2 separate regions of the Oryctolagus cuniculus genome follow, and region 1 is linked to region 2. The links are chromatin contacts, called in public Hi-C maps. All regions are on one chromosome and are shown on one strand. The core of a region is the stretch at or near the end of the contact, and the rest is flanking DNA. Distances in the headings are between cores, read along the strand shown. Region 1 has its middle 440 kb from the start of NTNG1. Region 2 overlaps VAV3 (vav guanine nucleotide exchange factor 3).

Evidence for each region. A called contact is a pair of places that touch in the nucleus more often than the background predicts.
Region 1: a contact with region 2 is called in a Hi-C map of embryonic fibroblasts, with 4 times the contacts expected there. The contact joins two enhancer-like sites. A contact is called at or near these places in 2 of 6 Hi-C or Micro-C datasets (ear pinna and embryonic fibroblasts).

What each region holds. Positions count from the first base shown.
Region 1 is chr7:62,806,225-62,813,531 of mOryCun1.1, reverse strand. No RefSeq gene overlaps it. Among named protein-coding and RNA genes, the nearest start is that of NTNG1, 440 kb to the left of the region's middle. Within about 2 kb of position 4,166, at least 1 of the 8 cell types and tissues checked has an H3K27ac peak or open chromatin away from gene starts, as enhancers often do.
Region 2 is chr7:62,590,839-62,597,911 of mOryCun1.1, reverse strand. VAV3 (vav guanine nucleotide exchange factor 3) reads right to left here. Exons shown (of 27, transcript XM_002715817.5): 13 at 6,281-6,366; 14 at 4,220-4,352; 15 at 3,721-3,830. Among named protein-coding and RNA genes, the nearest start is that of VAV3, 230 kb to the right of the region's middle. Within about 2 kb of position 3,346, at least 1 of the 8 cell types and tissues checked has an H3K27ac peak or open chromatin away from gene starts, as enhancers often do.

The DNA.
Region 1 (7,307 bases), core at 2,917-5,416, 210 kb before region 2:
GGATCATTCCCACAGAGAACTTCACAAATAAGTTGTCTAATGTGTGACCCTGACCCAGCAAGAGGAAACGGGTAGGACCGGATACCATCCAAGAGCTAAACCTTTCTTTTAGGCTGAAAACTACGTAGTTCTATTGTGCCATTAAAGATAATTGAAAAGAAAAAGGGTATTTAATTTAAAGATCATTTCTGGCAAGCCTAGGAACTATCATCGCCAGTACTTGAAGCTATTATATAAATCACCAAAATCAGTACCACAGGCAGTCTTGCTTATTAATGTTCCAGGCATTTGTGCCTTCTCTCTCGTGTCCTTTAATATTTGCTTGTTCTTTTATTTGGACCAAAAGCAGAAAAAGCTCAGTTGCAGACATAGAACATGCAGCCCTCTAGTTCAGTAGAGTGTCTTTTTTTTTTTTTTTTTTTAAAGAGAGGCTTCAGAAGCAAGTTGATAAATGGCTGATGAGAAACAGGGGTTTCATGGGGCTGGCACAAGGAGAGGTTAACCATGCAGGGGAGAATTCAGGATTCGATGATAGGGAGCTGCCATGTCTCCCCTCAAAGGAGAAGTTATCGATTCATTTTTAAGGAAAACAACTTGGATCCTTGAGACTGCTGGAGGGGGAGCAGCGGAGTCTCTGTGCCTGCCACATCAGGTGACCTTTGCGTGGGGCTGCAGAAAGAACAATGGAGAGACGGCGCTCCTAGATTAGTCACTGGGGCTGTTTGATGTGTTCCTACGCCAGATGTTCCCTTGCTGATCCCTGCCTGGCCCATATGTCTTCTGTGAACAAGAGAGCGAGGGAGCCAGGGGCTGCCACTTCTGAAGCAGCGCCAGTGCGGGTTAATGGAGTCGTTGGCAGGAGGCTGCTGCCTGATTGGTCCTTCAGTGTTTCTTTTAGAGATCAAGGGCGTTATGCAGACAGCACACCTGCCCACTCTCAGGGCCAGACTCGCGGCTGATAGGCAGCTTTGGTTCCTGCTGGGTTCTGGAGATCTCCACAGGGCCCCTCAGCTGGGTCCTCAGCCCTTACCCTCCTTCTTCCCAGTCACAAGAAGCCACTGTGGAATTTTTTAAACAGCCATTGCCATGTTCAAAGTGGGGCCCAATCTGGTCAGTGGGTTTTCTGTTCCCACTAGTAATATCCATCTGCCGTCTGCCCAGGTGAGTGTTGGCGACATTCTGTTGTCCTCTGAGGTAAGGGAGAAATGGGATCACCATTTAAGCTGGCAGGTGGAGACAAGAGACTTGACGGTCTGTTCATTTGGGAAACTTGGCCGCTTTTGTGTTTTGACTTCAGCAAGAGCAGTGTGCTGGGTGCAGGAGGCAATGTACCGTTTCCAGCTTCTCGAGAAACCTGGAAGGGATATTCTCTTTGTCTGCCCACATCATCTTTTTATTTTATTTGTATTTTTTTCTGGAATTCTGCTTGGAGCTGCTCGTGGGCACCTTATTCAGGCTGGCCAATGAGGGAAGCTGTCTGTCACTTTCCAACAAGCACTGGCCTGACAGTGTGCTCCAGGTGTGGCAGTTATGGAATGTAGCACCTAGAGCCAATCAGTGAGTGACTCCCGGGAGGAGTCCAAGTGTCACAAGCAAGGGAGTGCAGACCCCAGCAGTGGGTCAGCGCCTCCATGGGCCAGCAGTTCTGGAGAACCCACTGCACCCCTGCCCTTCCTCGTTGGCTTCGAGATCCCTTTTTCAGTTATGTATGATATTCCTGTATCTGCACTGTAAATTACTGTTTTTGCCAAATCTATTTTGAGTTTCTCTCACTTGCATCTAAAAGACTCCTGACAGATAAGTGAACCAAATCAGATGGATAATCCCATAAATCATGATTTTGAAAGCCAAATCTCTCATTAACCAACTTACCAAAAACCGAACTCCTCTGTTTGCCAAGAAAACCAGTCACAAAACAGGAGTCCTCCCAACTTCAGTCTGGCCATGGCTTCTTGAAGGCTTTTAAGTTAGCTCATTTAGCTATGGTAATTCCTCTAAGACGAACGCCAATTTCCTCTAGGTTTTACAGTTTAAACCTGGAATGTCTCGAAGCCTGGAAGTTCTGTATGCAAATGAGGTGAATTTCCCGCTAATGCAGTGCGCCAGGCTCTCTGGTTCGGGATCTTATGCTTTGCTTCTACCGGCTCCTCTGCTTCTTCACCTTGTTCCTGCCTCGTGCTCCTATCACCCTGACCTTGCTTGCTCTTGCCTGCAAAATGACTGTGACAAGCTCTTCTGTGTCTAAGGAATGTATTCCCCCATCGTTAGTGAGCTGCTCTTCCAGCAGTTAGCTATTAGGTGAAGCGGTTTTGAATAACTGATTCTAGTGGCTTGAGTAAGATCTCAAACACTCACGCAACGTGGGTGAGTTGGAGACTGAAAGACCTATTGAACAATTAGCTTCCATCTCCTATCCCTTCCCCCTTCCCTTTCAGTGGGCTAGCCTCTTTACCCTGCTTGTGGATGTCCCTGGACTCTTGAGATAAATTCTGACCCCTGATCTGAAGGATCTGCAGGAGCTGCCTTGGGAGGGCCAGGGCTCCATGTTGCACAGGGCCATGCAAGCTACTGTAGTAATTACCTCACTCATATATTGTGCTTCTTCATCATATGCTGCTGCTAATCTGCATTAATTAATTACTTAGTTATAATTGCTTGCTTTTCACATCCCTCCCCACAAGAATAGCAGTTTCTAAGGGCAGGAAGCATTTCAGCCTGGTGTCATCACCATATCCCAAAACCAGGCACAGTGTTGGTTGCACGGTAGATACTCCGCTGCTTCCGTAGGAAATCATAGGTCAGCCAACTCCACCACCATGTGGGCACTATCCTGTTTTCCCCCTCCTACACCGACCCTACTGCTGCCTCCCTTCAACCTTCTGAGGACCAGACCCTGGGCAGCCCTGCTTTCTCCCACAGCTCAGTCCCTTCTTTTGGCCATAGGACTGGGAGAGTCTAACCTGCTGGATGCTGGACGAGTCCAGCTCAGCCTTTTTCTTTCATTTATTTGACCTCAACACCACTTTCCTTCACCGCCCATGTCCCTGTCTCTGGGTGAAGCTTTGCTGCTTCTCCAAGCTACCCAACAGAGTGTGATGAAACACCTGACAGCCATCATCTGCTGCGAAAGGAGGAGACTCAGCAGGACACCTCAGAAAGGGCAGGCACCACAGAGCCAGGCAGGGGAAGGGCAGACAAGGCGGCCAGAATGGGGGCAGTTTCAGGTTCTATCTTTTACTTGCCATGTGATATGGTACAAAGGAGAGTTAATGATAACCACTAGTTCACAGTGTTCTACTTGTGAGAAACAAGAAGCCACTCAGAATAAAAAGCTAAACTGGGATGAATTATGAAGGAATGGCTCACACAGGCCAGTTGTAAGGATAGATACCTCCAATAAGAGTGGGAGAGCTGCTGACGGTTTATCTTGGTCTCTCTCCCTCTCTGCCTGACCTCCTCATTCTATTGCTCTCTCTGTGCCCTGGTTTCCTCTGCATGATTTCCAGCAAGCATCCAGTCCGCAGGGCCACCTACACCGACAGGCCTGTCTGCTGGGTCTGTATGTCTTTCTCTCTGTTCTTCTCACAATTAGGGGCTCAGGCTCTGCCGCCCACTACAAAACTTCAGGGGAGTTTCCAATTGGCCCAGTGTAGATAATAAGATTTGCATGGAACAAGAGCTGCCTCTCCAGGCTTTGGGTATGAGTATGGGGAGAGCAATCTAATAATGAGTGGGTGCTGGAGAATTAATAGGCCCTGTCACCTCCCTACCTCATGGTGGTTAAGAAAATAAATAGAATAAATAAATAAATAGAATAGAAAATAGAAAACGATGTCTGTCTCAAACTAGAAGCTCATTGGTTCCACCCCCCGCCCCAATTAGGTCACACTTGCCACCTGGTTAAGGACAGTTCATACTTAAGGTCTTTGCCTGAAGTCACCCTCTTGATTCCATGGACTGTCTACCCCTTTCTTGCTTTTTGGAAAAAAAAAAAAAACCTGAAACAAAGCCTGACTGGGCACAGATACGCTGCTGACAGCTGCCCTTCCCATCCCACTCTGCATCCTCTTGAGGGTGGGCATCCTGATTTCCACCCTCAACTCAATGGGCTATGCAGGCATTCAGAGTAAGTGTCTCTCCTGAGCAGGGCCAGGAAGGCACCTACTGTTAGCTAGGCACCTGCCTTCCTGCCTTCTCTTTTGACTCTGAATTTAAAGGTTGCCAAATTCATCAAATGAAAATGCAGGACACTCAATTAAATTGTAGATAAGCAAGCAATTTTTTTAGCGTGTGTCTCAGATATCCATTGTTTACCTGAAATTCTTATTTACCTGTGTGTTCTGTATTTTATCTGGCAACCTACTTGTGATAGTGCCTTTTCTTGTTTCATTCTCTACAGTGGCTCTCTAACAATGTCACACACACATGCACACACACACGTACACACACACAAACACTACACATCTGCACTCCAAGCAGGCCCATGATGAGCATTCAATAGTTAATTCTCTCTCCACCCTCCTCTGTCTGCCTCAGTCTCCTGTTCCTACTTGTCTGACCAACTTCTAGCCCCATCTTTCTGTGCCTGATTATTTACATTGGGCACGAACCCAGCCCTGGCTCTTAGCAAACTATGCCCTTGGCTCCACACCAACTGTTTCTATAGCCAGAACAGGCACTGTTTTTGCTTATGCACTAAAAGGTAAGGGTAATAACTTAGCTCTTTCCATCTCAAGTCTGCATTCCCCTCTACGATGGTGATTATCCAGCAAACAAGGAAGCATTTCATATTTCACACCATTTCATTCCCCCCTCTTTTGCACTCTCTCATTTTCAGTGATACATTCCCCCAGATCTCTTTGGCCCTCACTTGCCATCTTTACTGAACTCTATGTATTGGTTTCTTAAGGTGTTTTTGTTGCTAATGCTGTTTTGGCTTTATTCCCTGGAGCTACATGCTGGAATGCCTCACAGAGCTACGAAGGAGGGGAGGACAGACTGCATTTGGAATTATCAAGGTTGAGAAATAACAAAGGTCTTGAATCCTTCCCCCTAAAAGAATACCAAGTTCTTGTAGTATATCCGAATTTATTTCATTTGACTTTAGAACTCAGATTCCCGAAGCCACAGATTTATATCTGAGATCAAAAGAATGACAGTTTAACTTACCAGTGATCCCTAAAACACAAAACAAGTCTCAGGCCCTAGAACATCATGATTGTAAAGAGTAAAGGGTGTGAAAAGGTCAGGAAACTCTTAGCCAGTGAGACCTGGCAGATGTCAGAGAGGAAGAAACACCTGCTCAAGCCACCATAGAAGACAAAACTAAACATCTGTCAAATTAGAAAAGGAAGGAATATTCTTTGTCATTACAAGTGAAATGTTTTCCAATTGAATGGGTTTTTACATCAAGCTCATTTTGGCCATGTTTACCAATACAAACATCAGAGTTTTTCAGGGAGCTCAAGAGAGAGCAGATGTTAATTAGAATGGAATCATAGCAAGGCATTCTGCTCTTTGTTATGTCCTAGTGTTGCATTATTAGTTCATCACACCCACTTAGTCAGCATTGCAACCTGGGCAGGAAATAATCTACACACAGAGCTTGATTCATGGGAGTCATTCTCTAAGTGTGATCCTGAGCCAAAGGCACCAGTCTTTCATGAGTCTTTCAACTCAGTAAAAATGCAGCTGACCTACCATTTCAGAGAGGCTGGCGAAGGAACCCTGCTGACAAGCCCTCTGATGTGCCACCACAGCCACTTGGTTGTCACCTACCTGATTCTTTCTGATCACCCTATACTCATCCGCAGGGCAAGAGAAATTACTATTTTTCTCAAAGCATTTTGTCTTAAATGTGTCAGAAGTCTAATTTGGTCCTTTCCTTTGTTTAGCATGGACACTAGAGTCAGTGGTGCAAATCTCAGACCCAGGAGTTACTTGATTTGTTTGTTACCCACACATCTCTTCAGTAACACGGCATTATTTGGTTACACCTTACCCTTGCCTAAGGTCCTGAAGAGGGCAGATCAAGAAGAGTAGAAAGACTATCTCACCCAGGTATTGCTGCTCCTCCCAGGACTGAGGGGGAAATGAATCTTGCACGCCACCAGCAGGGTGCCCTCCACCCAGGTAAGTCCTCCTAAAAATGCAGAGGAAAGCAATCAGGTTTTCACAGTGGAAGGCTTATGACTTGGGTCTCCACCTAGGAGGCCAAGGGGTGCGAGTGACAGCTACAATGTTTGGGATCTAGAGATTTGCTCAATCTCCGACTCTAAACCCAGTCTCAGCATGAATAACCTCAACCTCAATCCAAAATTATTTCTAGCTTGTTACATGGCTCTACATTTACATATATATATATGCATACACATATATATTAGAAAAAGTGTTTTATTCCTTTATATTATTTATTTGAAAAGGGATGAGAAAGAGAGAGAGAGAGCAAGAGCCTATCTGTTGGCTCACTCCTCAAATGCCCATGATACCAGGGGCTATACCAGGCCAAAGTCAAGGGCCTAGAACTCAATTCAAGTCTCCCACGTGAGTGACAGAAATTCAAACACTTGAGCAATAACCTGCTGCCTCCCAGGGTACACATTATCAGGAAGTGGGAATGAGAAGCAGAGCCAGGACTCAACCCAGATACTGCAACAAGGGCTGCGGGTATACCAACTGGTATTCTGACTGCTAGGCCAAATAGCAGCCTGGAAAAACCCATATATTTTTAACCCCCAAAATAATTGTATTGGCCTTAATAATGCCTTCTTCTTATTTTCTGGGCATTGAACAGATCATGTCATACTTAAAGTTCTTCTCTAATGCAATTTTACAACAAAGTATGTTCACCATGTATTAAGTTTATGAAGTCGGCTACCAAATAGGACATACACACATGCACAAAAAACTGTATCTAATATATACCAATGACTGAGATCTGGGCTTTGTGAGATTTGGGGTTTCTACTTTATACTTTTGTGGCCATAGATACAGTAACTTTATTTTTAAAGTGGTAAAACCATCTGACCTTAATGTACCTCTTTCAAAATATCTGTTAGTTACTATAATAGCCTTAGTATATGTCCATAAATTCTTTGATATTCCCCTCTGAGGAGGTGGAACATAATTTCCAACTCCTTGAGTGTGGACTGAACTTAATGTCTCTCTTCTAATGAACAGAGTACAGAAAGGGAATAGTAAATGTACAGTGGATCAACCTGAAAGATACAACCACAGCTAAGTCAAGGTCAACTTCAGCAGTAATAATTCATGTTGCTATAATTTACACTTGGATATGATGTGATGAG
Region 2 (7,073 bases), core at 2,097-4,596:
AAAAAATCCTTCTTCCTACCCTCTCCAAGTGGGTCACTGCTGCTTTTCTTTGTAGAGCCCTTCCTGGAGAGGTTTGCCAAGTTCAGACGGGGTTCACTGCATATTTTAAATGCTGGACGTGGCAATGGCCAAAGAAGGTCAGAGAACAAGACTGCTGAGCAAGGATGGGATGCACTGGGAGAAGACAGTGAGGCTGAGATGTAGGTCACCTCTGGGGAGATGATTTGTGTTCACCAGATACTTACTGTTTATTGGTGCTCATGCTTTTCTTTGGTCTTTGTTTTGAAGTTCTAAAGTAAGAGTGGTATTTTATGTGCCTTACAGGTGATTCACAATTATTTTAAATAAAGATGATCCAATCATCCTATAAACAGAATTGCCATCTTCTGTAAATAGTTCTGGCAAACATTTCATCATTCTCAAAAATATCAACTCCCTTGACTTCCCAGCATCTTCTCTGCCAATGCCTCCATTTCCATCTCAGAGTTTCTTAAAGCTGAAGTCCAGAGTCCCTGAGAACTAAGCGACTGCTGTAAATGCTAAAGACACAGGGAGGGGCTGTCCTATGGCGCTACACAGGGCTTGCAGTTTTTCACATATTTTCATGAATGCTGCAGGTTTTATTAGCTTTCTTTTATTCTCCATGACTTATATAGTAAGTACTAGAACTTTAGATAATGGCTAAAACAGAAAAAAAAAAGAATCATAGGCAAAATCTTAAGCTTTAGGATTTACCTAGGTTATTCTATTTTTCTGAGCACAAGACAGGCAAGAGCTATCTTACAAAGCTGAGAAAGAATATCAGGGCTTTTCTACATAATGAGCTTCAAAAAGAGAAGAGGAAATAATGGGATAGTCTGATGCCTGATTAAAATCTTGATTTTTATTTTATCATCCATGGCATAATCCCTGCTTATAGAAGAGCTCAACTTCAAGTCTGAGCAATTCTCCAAAAAGGTTTCCGTCCTCTCGTGAGCTGCACGGACAGTCACTGGAACCCTTAAATACAAAGCCACTTCTGATGTTTTACCCATGTTGTTGAGACGCTTGGGAAATAATCACAGATTAGCAATCCTGGGTTCCCACTGTGCTGCAGTCATCCTCACTGTGGTAAAGCAACTGCAATCCATCTGCGTTCTTGAATGCACACACCTGGAAGGCAGTGACTCTTATCTGCCTGTAACAACCCATTCCTTCCTTCTCTCAGCTAGAGAACCTCAGTTCTTAACCAGGTACTGATTCGACATCTAGATTATATTTCCCAGCCTCCTCTGTCAGGTGTGGCTACATGCCTAAGTTCTAGAAAGTACTATACAACAGAAGCTTGAAGCATTTCTGCAAAGGATCCTAAAAAGTGAGGGATTACCGTCTGCTACCTGAAATGGAGATTTTATACCTGGAGTTCTGATAACTATCTTAGACCACAAGGTAACCAGACTTGGGGTAGAAGCTAAATGCTGACAATGGCAGAATAAAAAGACATAAGCCTGAGTTCCTCGTGCTCTGGAAGCCACCCTACCACGCCCCATCTACCAACTCCAGATGCTTTTATGCAAAAGAACTACATTTAAGCATCTATCTCATCAAGTCTCTTATACCCAGGGATTGGCTATTTGATTTCCAAAAACTGAAGAAAACAGTAACCGATATGTCTATTATACAGTGAAAGGAGGATGACTGCTCTGGGCTGAGAAATTCAGCTTTCCTCCTCTGCAGAAATTCCTCCACCCATCAGAAAATATTAGACTACCAATCCTCCCCACAGGAGCCAAGGCTTGTGATCAGCTGTGCCTTTGCACATTACTACTAACCTCAGCATGCTACCACTCCAATTGCAGCTGCTCAACCCCAGGTGCCTCACTAAAAAAAGAATACTAGCTTTATGATATAGCTGACTGTTGGTCAGAAACTGGACAGAGCACCTTTTCACTTGTGCCCCAAACCACATGGATCCCCACAGTATAGTCAAAGGCACTAATGTATGAAACTACTAACCTCTAATACTTAATTATTGTAATCAACACCAATAAATCACAAAGACCACCATGGAATACGATGTTCTCTGGTTTTATAAGTATCCATAAATGGATTAGAGTCCTAAACACATACCCGTAGTAATGATAGCAATAACAGTAGGTATCGCTTTATGGTTCAATACCATATTATTGTTATTGTACCATTTGGCTGTACATAGTACAATATGATGCCAAATACTTCCTGGAATTTTGAATAATTATTGCCCTTAATTTGCAGATGAGGAAACTGAAGCTCCGGCAGGGGTGAGGGACATCTGGCCTGTAGACTGTGTAAGGCCTGCAAAACCATTTGGCCTGGCCCTTCTGAGGCAAACACAGGCAGGACTCAAGATTTAATAAACCTGCAGCAGGCTAATTTTTAAGCTGAACATTTTATATGGCCCACGAATGATGTTACAAATATCCAAATGGCCCTTGGCAGAAAAAAGGTTCCCCACCCCTGCATAGGTTAAACAGCTAAGGCCATGTAGTCAGATCATAGCAGTAATTACAGCAGAACCAAGAATTGTCTATAAGCCTAAAAATATTTTGGCTATACAATCCTGCCTTTCAAGATATTAAATAAAACAATCATATCAGAATGTTTATCTTCCTCCCCTCAGAACTACAATAAATCACTGTAATCCTACCTCAATTTTTTTATTACATAAGTACTTCCTAAAACAAAACAAAACAAAATTACAGGATATTTCAGAAAATGGTAAACAATGCTGGAACACAAATAAAATCACGGAAGTGTTTTTCTTTTCAATCTCACTTTTTGTTAACAGTTTCACTTCATGGTTACCTGTATATTTCCACAAGAGTCACTGCACACTTTTTGATCCATAAATACCAAAAATGAAAAGAAACACCCAGAACAATATGTTCCTTGGTAATTACTTCTCTGTATGCCACCCTTTTTGAATCAAGTCTGATTAATTTTCTACTCTTTGTTGAACTTCCTCTTCGGTACAAGAACACTAAAAGAAATCAAGTCCTTAAAGCATTCACTGAATACATTAAACAATTTAGCAAAGATTCAAATAGTAAATGATTTTAAAACAGAGGGGAGGAATTGATGTATTAAAAATAAGATGTGTGCACATATGTATATTTAGTGTGTGTATGTGGAGATATCTGTATTGAATTTAGAGGTTGGTATACTAAAACAAAGCAATTCCATTAAAACTTTCACATTATAATAATTATTAATATTTTCTTAAACTGCTAAAAGCTGGTCCTTTTCGTGGTCCTATGAGAAGAAAATCAAACAGAAGGTTGGAGCTCCCTCTTGCTTCCTTTTGAAGAAATTCACCAAAACTCTTCTAGGAGACAGAGGTTATCCAGCAGGCAGCTTGGCAGCACGCGACAGTGTCACGTGTTCCACCATCATCTGTATTCAGCAGGGGTGGGGAACGTCTGGCCTGCAGGCCGTGTAAGGCCCACAAAATCTTCTGGTCTGGCCCTGCCAGGGCAAATGCAGACAGGACTGGAAATCCCATAACTCTCTAATAGCAGGCTAATTTTTAAGCTGATAATTTTGAATGGCCCATGAGTGATGTTATAAATACTCAAAGGCCACTGGCAGAAAAAAGTGCCCCACCCCTCATACATGCTAGAAACATTAGGCTACATTGATTGTTATTCACTCCTCATGATTGACTTAATAGGAAAAGACACTTTTAAAAGTAGAAATACTCACAAAGCCATTTCAAACTGTTCCAGCCATTTTTTCTTTAAATCTTTTGTTTTGCAATAAAATTCCAACCCATTTTGTCCTTGGGTATGAATGAGGTAGAAGCCATAAGACCACTGTTAAAATTAATATTCCTTGGGTTAATACAAAGCACTTCTTAATAGCATGTTTCCAAATTCACTAAAACACCACCTTGAGCATCCAAAATCTCAAAGCATTATCAAAACAGAAACTGTAAACAGTTAAGTGTGTTAATAAGATATAGGCAACTTCATCTCTCTAACAACATCTATGCCAAATGCATCTTGCTGCCTTGATCATTAGAATATTTAGAGATAATTAAACTTGGCATTGCCCAGTTCCTACTCTCACAGGTATGTAACTATTCAATCTCTAGAAACAAAACACTTAGAACAATAAGTCATATCTTGCATTAATGTATTAACACACTTTCCTGGATATTCAAAGTTATGAGTAAATTAGTTATTAGTTTCCCCAGAGTCACCTTTTTATTTTCTTTATCAGTTGTAGGATTGTTGGCTATCTTGTACTGCTGAAGATCTATTATTTCCTTCATTTCATAGTTATCACCTTTCCTTTTACATACAATCACTGCCAAATCAAACAAGAAGATATGCCTGTGAAAGAGAGGAGAGAAGGGAGGGAGGGAGGGAGGGAAGGAGAGAGGAGGAGGAGGAGGGGCAGGGGGAAGCAGGTGGGGGACAGGGGAAGGAGGGAGAGGGAAAGAGAGAGGAAAAAAAAGGGATTTAGGAAAACCAACCAAACTTTTTTCCTTTGCATTAAAGATAAGAAGGCAAGAGGCAGTGTAGCACGTTGGAAGGAATGCAAGCTCTGACACCATCAGAGCTGCCTGTATCCTGGCACCACCCTCTTCCATGGGAACATAACTGCTCTTCGGTCCCTCATTGTAAAAATGGGCAAAATTGGGGCCGGCACTGTGGCGCAGTGGGTTAATCCTCCACCTGCGGCACCAGCATCCCATATTGGTGCCAGTTCTAGTCTTGGCTGCTCCACTTCTGATCCAGCTCTCTGCTGTGGCCTGGGGAAGCAGTAGAAGATGGCCAAAGTCCCTGGGCCCCTGCACCTGCATGGGAGACCAGGAAGAAGCACCTGGTTCCTCGCTTCAGATTGGCGCAGTTCTAGCTGTTGCAGCCATCTGGGGAGTGAACCAACGGAAGGAAGACCTTTCTCTCTGTATCTCCCTCTCACTGTCTGTAACTCTACCTCTCAAATAAATAAATAAAAATCTTTTTAAAAAATGGGCAAAATCTAATACAAGCAACGTGCACACTGCAGGATTATTGAAAAGACCAACTGAGATAAGCCATAAAGTTTATTCCTAAGCACTTATTATTTAGTGAAAATGTTAAAACCTCTAAAGAATACTATTAATGACTAGAGAGACAACCTTCTCCTGAAGTCACTAGGAGCCCGCCAGAATGCCTTGGAAGTGTTGTCTGTCCCTCTCACAAAGGTGTCTCACTCATTTCAAGTCCCCAGGCCCACCTGCTGGGCAGGTGTTCTCCTCATCCTCCTTGCACTGGGAAGGAGACTGCCAGTGGAGATCATCTGCTCCAGGCCACACTGCTGCTGAGGAGCAGAGCAGGATTTCCGGGCAGCTCTAAGCTTCCAACCTGTGCCCTCACCCTCTAAGCTGCTCCCCGTGAGTTCAGGGACCACCGACAACACGAACTGAGTGGTGAATGGACAAACTGTTAAACAGAAGTGATGGCAAAATCTGCATGTTACTACTTTTTTCTATAAAAACAATGTTAAGTCGGGCAAAAAAACAAACCTTATAATGCTATCATTCAACCTCCAAACTTGTGTATTTTCATAAACTCTCAATGATTAATACAAATACTTCTCTTTACACAATGATGATAAGTTCACAGAGCTCTAATACTTGCATCTCTTTGGCAAAGTCTGAAGTTTAAGGATATGCAACTCCTGGGAGCTACTGTGGAGACAAGGTAATGATGTAGAAGCAAGAGCTGATGCTGCCCCCTGCTGGCTGACCTGTTTTCCAAAGATTCTAAAAAATGGCCAAATAAGCCACAAAAGCATCAGTCTGACAATCACATACAATTAAAAGACTGTAGGCCAATGTCACTAATTCAGGTTCATCCATAAATTTCCCTCTAGAAAAATATCACTAGATGCCCTCACTTAGTCTTCTTTCTTAAGACATTTTCTGTGAGTTATTTTTAAATGTTTACCAAAAAAAAAAAACTTCGTTTTTTTATGGTCATTGTATTTATTTTAACCTTAGCTGACTATATAGAGAGTCATACATGTATGTATGTGTATATATGTGAGTATATATATATATATATTATTTTCTTCTTAAGAACTTAGAAAAATCAACAAATATCAGAATAGAAATGGAGATATCTAAGATAGCTCTACCAGAACATTTTAGAAACCCAGTTGGTCTATTCTCTTGTTTTCCTCCCATCTTTTCTCCCTGAGGAATTGTTTTTAAGGTTGTCTCAATCTTCTGACGTTAATTACTTAGTCTCAAAATAAATACTGCTCTTCTCACCTTTCTTGTTTTGTATGCTTGTCCAGAGTGGTTATCCGAATTTCACCATCTCCCTGAGGTCGTCCAAAAAGCAAAACTGGTTGGTTCTAAAATATAAAATGTATATGTCTCAGTTTTTCAAGTCATCTAACAAAAAAAAAGTATAAGAAATTTGCTCAGGACAAGTAGATTACAAATTTTATCATCGTTTTAGTTTTTTTTTTTTTTTAACAAACTGAAAAAGCTTAGATCTGTATGATGTATGAGGGTACTTCAAAAGGCTTGCAAGAAAAAATGGATACAGAAGATTTTCAAGTTTGTGCAGTTTTTTTCATAATATGCATTTTCATGAACTTTCTGAAGACCTTTAGTATGCATGGATTTTTTAAAAAAAATTAAACCAAATACACTTATCTATTGATTCCTTTTTACATGAACTAACTGAATTACTCTCACACTCCCAAAGATTTCTTCTTAATCCCAGGAGGAAGTTAATTTTACTTATAATCTGCAATGAGAAGCTAGCTGCCAAAACAAACAGGAAGAATCTAAAACCTGAGCATTCTACCGATGTTTTTATAATATCTACTGCGTGCCAGCCGCCGTAAGAAGTGTAAAATGAGAAAGACCTTTCCTCATGGAACATACTGCCTAGTAGGGTAACAAATACTCACAACAGCAACTACAGACGCACAATGCCATGAGGAAGAGAAAAGGATGGGAACCCAATTTGATCTAGAAAATCAGGGATGGATTCCTTGAGGTAAGATATCAAAGATAAAAAGTTATGACTTAACTAATTTTTTTTGTGTTT